Regions from separate parts of the Mus musculus genome. Here region 1 is linked to region 2. Evidence: chromatin contacts called from public HiChIP or PLAC-seq data. All regions are on one chromosome and are shown on one strand. Each heading gives the region's core, a stretch centred on a gene start, on an enhancer-like site or on the middle of the called end of the contact. The rest is flanking DNA. Distances are from core to core; before and after follow the strand shown.

The links. HiChIP or PLAC-seq counts read pairs in DNA pulled down with a chosen protein or histone mark.
Region 1: an H3K27ac HiChIP or PLAC-seq map of extraembryonic endoderm stem cells shows a contact between it and region 2. The contact joins two enhancer-like sites. A contact is called at or near these places in 1 of 484 Hi-C or Micro-C datasets (bone marrow-derived macrophages) and 4 of 115 datasets of contacts at active chromatin or transcription factors (embryonic limb bud, embryonic stem cells, extraembryonic endoderm stem cells and 1 more).

What each region holds. Positions count from the first base shown.
Region 1 is chr19:55,761,150-55,764,680 of GRCm38.p6, forward strand. The region is part of intron 4 of Tcf7l2 (transcription factor 7 like 2, T cell specific, HMG box); the gene reads left to right. Among named protein-coding and RNA genes, the nearest start is that of Gm31734, 20 kb to the left of the region's middle. Within about 2 kb of position 1,837, at least 8 of the 459 cell types and tissues checked have an H3K27ac peak or open chromatin away from gene starts, as enhancers often do. A contact at or near this core is called in extraembryonic endoderm stem cells, where this site is marked.
Region 2 is chr19:55,641,646-55,644,820 of GRCm38.p6, forward strand. It overlaps 4930552P12Rik (RIKEN cDNA 4930552P12 gene), which reads right to left. Exons shown (of 4, transcript NR_045318.1): 3 at 1,783-1,956; 4 at 1-906. Among named protein-coding and RNA genes, the nearest start is that of Gm41871, 58 kb to the right of the region's middle. Within about 2 kb of position 1,701, at least 219 of the 459 cell types and tissues checked have an H3K27ac peak or open chromatin away from gene starts, as enhancers often do. A contact at or near this core is called in extraembryonic endoderm stem cells, where this site is marked.

The DNA.
Region 1 (3,531 bases), core at 587-3,086, 120 kb after region 2:
AGGGTAGCTAGGACAATATGATGGTTGGTGTAGGGGTCGGAGGCAACAACAACAACAGTTAATAACAATAGCTTGTGCTTATTGAGTTCTGGTGCACTGGGTCAAAGGTTAAGTGCTTTCTCTGGGTTATTCATTGATCTCTCACCAGGGCAGGGAGGGAGACCTGAGCGGCAGAGTTCCTGTGATTATCACCGCTACCCCATTTTGCCATTGAGGAAGTAGACACCTCATTAGTTATTTTTCTCAAGGTCAGTTAGGATTCAAACCCAGGCTAGTGTGGTTGGCGTACTGCTGGCATAGTCTCCTGCTAAGCTGGCTATTTAAAGCCATGCTCAGGACTAAGGATGTGGCTGAGAGGCAGAGTGTATACCTGAGGGCTTGAGCTGGATTCTCAGCACTGAAAAGGCTAAACAGAAGGCCTACCTGTTTTCAAAACCTGTGGCTACCACCCAGCTTCCTAGACTGTACAGAGAGCCCATGGGGCCTCTGCTATATGCACAACCTGGGCACTCTTCATTGGAGATTGCTGTTCTTAGTGTGTCCTGAATTTGAGCCACTATCTCCTGGGAACATCTCAGAGCTTAAGAACTGGGATCCTGTCCCAGGCTCATGTTCTGTAGGTCTGGGACAGGCGCCTGCGTTTGTACTTTTACCATGAGTCCAAGGCAGTGGTTCCCAACTCTGGCCTCATATCATAGGTACCTGGGAAGTGCTGAGAACAGGGCCCAGACAATGGCCTAGACACCCAGATTAGCATCCTTTGGGTGTCAGGTCTAGCATCGTTTGGATAATAGCTTCCAGGTGACTTCAGTGAAACATAGTTGAGAGACTCTGGCCTTGACATCCTGCAGTTTACCACAGCTTCTTCTCACTCAGGACGGAGCTGTGTATCGTGCATAGTCTGTGTCCTGGTGGAGGACAGGTGTACCAAGCTCCCCGCCCCCTTTTCTTTCCAGTGGGACGGAAGGCTAGTTTGTTTCTTTAAATTTGACTTGTACTACATGGAAAAAAAAAAAAGAAACTGTCTGCATTCAGAGTTCTGCAGGTGGCTAGGGATCTGTTTTCAGAGTGCTCTGTGGACAGGGAGCCCATGATGACCACTCTCTAACTAGGTTAGAACAAGAGAGGAGATATGTTGTGGCATCACAGGCAGGAGACTGCAGAGCCCTGGAGCATAGGCGAGGGACAGCCTCTTGCTTCTCACATTGGCAGGTCATGCTGAAGTCCAGGTTTGAATTCTGTTGGTTTGAAGCTGGAAACTAGCCATAGCTGGCTCTTGGAGCAGAGCAAAGGAAAGGTCCATGTGGACAGCCCTGGAAAGTGAGCGACAGAGAAAAAGACAGCCTTCACTTTTCCAGGGTTCTACACCTCAGTGGGAGCGGGGCAAGATGGGAATTGAGGGGTACAGTACAGTTTTAGTTTATAAATGTCTTGCCTGAATGTTAGATTATATGTCCCATGTGTGTGCCTGGTTTCCATGGTGCTCAGCAGAGGGCATTGGATTCTCTGAAACTGGTGTATGGATGGTTGTGAGCCACAAAGTGGGTGCTGGGAATCGAACCTAGGTCCTCTCCAAGAGCTCCAAGTGCTCTTCACTGCTGAACCCTTTCCCCAGCTCCTACACCTGTCGTTTAAACTCCAAGTTAGTGCCTTGACTTGAAGTCAACAGCAGCTGCCCTACACTGGCCAGATGATATTGTCTGGCCTCCCTACATTTCTTTACTGCCCCGTGGCTCTTCATTTGGTCGCTCCGTCTGTGTCACAGCCCTGCACGTCTTCACTTGGTCTGCCCCATTGTGCCGCATGGAGAGACAAGCTTGTGTGGGTATTGAGAGGATGGCTTAGCATGCAGGCGCAGTTCTAGTTCCACACCAGAAAGTGAAAACTACTGTCCCGTCAGCTGTCCGAGTGTCCCCACCATATGGGCCACACAGTGAGTGCATAAGAGAGAAAGTTTATGTTTCGTTTTATGATATTTACACTTTTTAAATAAAGTCCTTGACAATTACAGGTGCTGTTTAGCTGAGCGCCGAACTTTCTAAATGGGTTAGAGCTGGTATTTACAGCCTTATCAAGCCTGGCTCTTTATTTGTTTCTGGTGTTCTGTTGGGACAGCTGGTATCGAGTCCTAATCAAGCAGATAAATGACTGCCATTTCTTTTTTCCCCCTTGGCTGGCTTATCATGCTGGCAGCAGAGTTATCCCAGAGGGAGGGTCCTACCCAAACCATAGCTTGGCGGTAAATTTAGTGCTTAATCAGATTGCAGAAGAAAGTTTCAAAGTAGCTGCATGCACCGTGTAACTTATTATAGAAGGAAACATTAGAATCAAAGGTGTGTGGGCTCTTTGAAGCATCCTCACAAAAACCTCGGTTTTGAAACATGTATTTAGGAAAGCATCGGCTTACACCCGTTTCCATGCAGGCAGGAAGCCGGGCTGCAACCTTCCTGCCTTTGCTATTGGATAGAAGTGGGGTGAGTGACAGGTAGGGTGAGGCTGCTTGGCCCAGTATCTGTCAGCCTCAGGACCGGTGGTATTTTGACCCAGGCGGTGGAGGAAAGTGTCTGTATTATCATCTCTGAGGAGGCGTGACAACTGAAAGTACTCCCAGAAAGGACCTGGTGCTCCTTGGGGGTCAGAGTCACCTCTGGCAGGGAATCACTTCTAGTTTAAAGAGTGTGTCCTCCTTCTGATGCGGTCATGGCCACACCCCCTCTGCTGTTGCATTTTAAAGGAACAGGAGAATAGATGGGGACCCTGAGGGTGGGGGTGTCACGGATAGCCTGGGGTTGAGCCTCAGGTGTGCCAAGCTTCCCTCTCCTGCTCTGTGAAGTGGGGTCATGGTGGCACCAAGGTGGTTTCCTGGCATTGTTGAGAGGATGAATAGGGCACGGTTTGGCATGGGCTGGGCAGTGCAGAGGTGCCCAGGAGGGTACTTGCTGAATGCTGGCTGCCATCTTTGCCACTGACACCCATGAGGTCCGTGATTGCAGGGCTGGAATACAGCTCATCCGGACATGCAGTGTCTCGTCTTTGTTTGCTGTCAGATCCGTCCCCCGCCCCCCCTCGCCGCCGCCACATGATGGATTTGATAGCCTTGGCTATCTGCGATGGCAGATTTATGAGTTCTGTTTGTTACTGTTGACGTTTGTCTTATGTCACATGAAGGCTGTGCCTCAACTCTGACATGCAGGGTCTTCCTAAGGGCTGGGGTTGTTGTGTTTTGCTCCTATTCGTATCCTTATAGTTGGAGCTGTAGTAGGCGGACAGGAGGCGTGAGGGGTTAAATACTTCATGGAATTTGTGAGAAGGTAACGCGCTAATTAGAGTGCTTGCCTAGCATGCATGGACACTGGGCTCAATCATAGCGCTGTACCAACTGCCTGTATAAACTGCAATGTAATCCCAGCACTCAGAAGATGGAGGTCATCCTTGGCTACCAAGTGAATTCAGGATCAGCCTGACCTACATAAGTTCCTGTCACAGACAGATTGGCAAACCATTTAATCAACCAAACGGACCGAACCATAT
Region 2 (3,175 bases), core at 451-2,950:
GAACATGAGAAATTACCCATTTGTGCCTGAAGGAAAAGAGTGTCCAACAGTAACTGAACATGGTCAGTGAAGTCCAAAGCTGGTAACGGTTGGTTGCTTGCTTCCTCAAATGGGCTTAATGACACTATCCCTATCCTATCCAAGAAACTGCCCCTTGGGGCAAAGGCAGGCCTGGTGAAGTGATCCCCACCCAACACACAGTGCCATCTGCCTCCGGGGAGAACAGCAAACCTGGAGTAGTAATGTAAGCCTTTGTTTCTCTGCTACAGCCTCCTGTAGCCTCTGGAACCTCCCCTCCCTGCTGACAGCTAAGGTATGATGGGGATTGGAACCCAGGGGGAGCATGTCTCTCCCTTCAGGCCAGACACTTACACCCTCACTCTGTGGAACTTCTCAAAACAGGGCATTTAGGAAGCGCCAGGAGGCTGGTTCCCCAAATCAGTAGGGGCCTTCACTGCTGGACCTAAACAGCAAACAGATAATGTGAGTCTCCTCAGGGTCCCTCGGCTGACTGGCAGTTTCCAGTGAGAGCTTGACCCAGGCTACCCCATGGGACAAAATTACAGTGGCCCTAGCTGCCACTCAAGAGGGCCCTTCTGTGTACATGACTACTCTGTCCTTCCATAACTTAGGTCATCCAACTGTATACAGGCCTCAGCCATACCCAACAAGCCAAGCAATCGCTGCTCCGTGTCCAAGCCGGTAGGCTCGTCGCTTTCGTAACTGCTCCCAAGCCTTCTCTCAGGATAAAAAGAGACCTCCCAAACCTAGGGCGGCCCATTGGGTGTGGCTGGCAGTCCCATATTCTCCTGGTGGTGGGGCCAGGAAGCAGAGCTGCAGACCATGGCTTCTCTTCCCGGGTGGCACCCAATTGATGGCCTGTCAGCTTCGAAAATGTTTTCATCTCTGGAAGAAACAACGCGTGAAAGAGCAGTTCTGAAAGCGGAATTAAGAGCTTGTTAGACACGGGCCTTGGGTCAGGGTAGGTGGCCTATCTGGGGGGCCTTGGAGGAGACATGCTGGGATTCTTTTTTTTTTTTTTTAACCCAGCCGTTCTCCCCCACAGTTCCCCGCTTAATGAAGCCGTTGTACAAGGCCCTGGGAGAGCCCACATGCTCCAAAGTAGTACCAAGTGTCCCATTACTGTAAACGGCCTTTTAGTTTTAAGCTAATGCTATATTTGGAAAGTAATAAATCCTGGGGAAATGATACTGAGACTAACGGGGAACATATTACCTTTCATGTGTGTTTTTCATGTTTAAGATTTCTTTGTTATTATCTGAGGAGTGAGGCTCTGCACACACTCTTGGGCAAAAAAAAAAAAAAAAAAAAAAAATAAGCCTTAAAGCAGTAATATTTTAATAAGCATCAAATGTCTTCGATGAGATAAAAGTATTATATAGTGTTTTGATATTGGGCTTTAGTTAAAGCCTCATTAAAAAAAAAGAAGAAGAAATTTTTCTCAGATGTACTGAGGGTTAGTGGGGATGTATTTTTAAATTCAGGTGGAAGGAAAAGTTCCAGTTTGGGTCAATTATGCTAATTAAATGCCACAAATGACTGAAATTGCCAGCGAATGGACTTATTTGTTGTTTATGCTATTGCCATTGATCAAAACCAGCAGCTAATGGCTTGGGAACTGGCTGGAGGCCTTGGTCTGAAGGAAGAGCAAACGCTGTGCACCAATCAGAGCCTTGGCTTACAGAAGCCTGGGGTTTCCCCAGCACTGCACTTCTTCTGTCAGAGTTTTGTGACAGCCCAGGCTGCCTCTCTGAAACTCACCTTCATTTGTCAATGAATGTTGGTCCTGTTCCCAGCCCCAGCTGGTAGGCACTGGAGGGGCCCAGGTTACAAAACGAAACCAAGACTCCTATTTCTTCACACACAGCCCGCACCCAGGCTAGAGCTCTGGGCTTGTCGAACCGAAAGGGAAAGCCATTAAGATTCTGCATTTGGCTGTAGAAAATGAGGAAACTGGGCGTTAGAGAGAGGAACTGATCTGCCCAAGGGCACACAGCAAGCTCATTGCAGAACCAAGAATAGAAAGGCTATCTCGGGAGTCCCAGTATCGGTCTCGTGCCTCACGCCCCCCCTCCCCCCCGCCCCGCTGTGATACAATGGAACTTCGGCTGCGCTCCCCTCCCACCCCCATACTCTCAGCTCCCTGCTGTGACAGTATGTCCCTTCTCAGTTGGTGACATAAGCACAAGCTTCAAGATTGGAATCAGGCAGTGGGTATGCCTCTGTGTCTTCATCTCTTAACTGAGAACAGGGTCAGGTTTCTACTGCAAAATGGAACGCCAAGGTTGAGGAGCCCGCTCCATCAGTAAAAAGCCTGCTGGTGCAAGCCTTTGGGCCTGACTCCCATCTCCAGAACCGAACCCAAGTAAAACAAAACAAAAAGGGCCATGCGCGCACGCGCACCCCCTCCCCCATACGTGCACCCCCCCCCAATCCTCCCACGGAATGCAGTTGACTCTGGAAAGATGGGACCTCAAAGCTGGCAGGGGACCCGTGGCATCAGGCTGATGTGTGGACGCCAGCATGCTCATGTAACTCCTTGACTCCAAATATTCTCAGGGTCGGCTCTCCAGGTGAATAACACTTCCAGAAAAGCTGCTACCGGAGGGAAGACATCAGGAACCTGGGAAGGAGGGGAGGTCCACAGACAAGGGTGACACCTCCACTTTGTCTCATTCAGGACCCGTTTGAGTGCTGTTCCCCATCTGCCTGGTTCCCTGGCAGGATGAGTGGGCTCTTCTCATATGAATCAGAATCACAGCTAGGCTAGCTGGGGGCGCCTTTACCTCACCAGTCTGGGCTTCTGGTCCTGCTTCAGCCACCTGACACGGAGCACTTCAGTGACTTTTCGCTCTGAGCCTCAGTTTGCTGGTGTGCAAAGTGGGAGGCCTTGTCTTGGAAAGCTGCAGTCGGCATGGCTTGCCAGGAGGCAGTTTCTGAGTATTGGGGACACAGAGCAACCAGGATTGTCTCAGCTTCGTCCTTGGGGATGTGTAGATAATTCCCAGCCACAGATAATGCTCGAGTAAAATTTGGGGAATTTCGAACTCTGCAAATATTTGCAGTTGGTATTTGTGTGAGTGTTGCACATACACGTGTGTGTTCACGTGTGTACAGGTACATAAGTATACCTGTGTTTGTGGAGGTCAGAGAT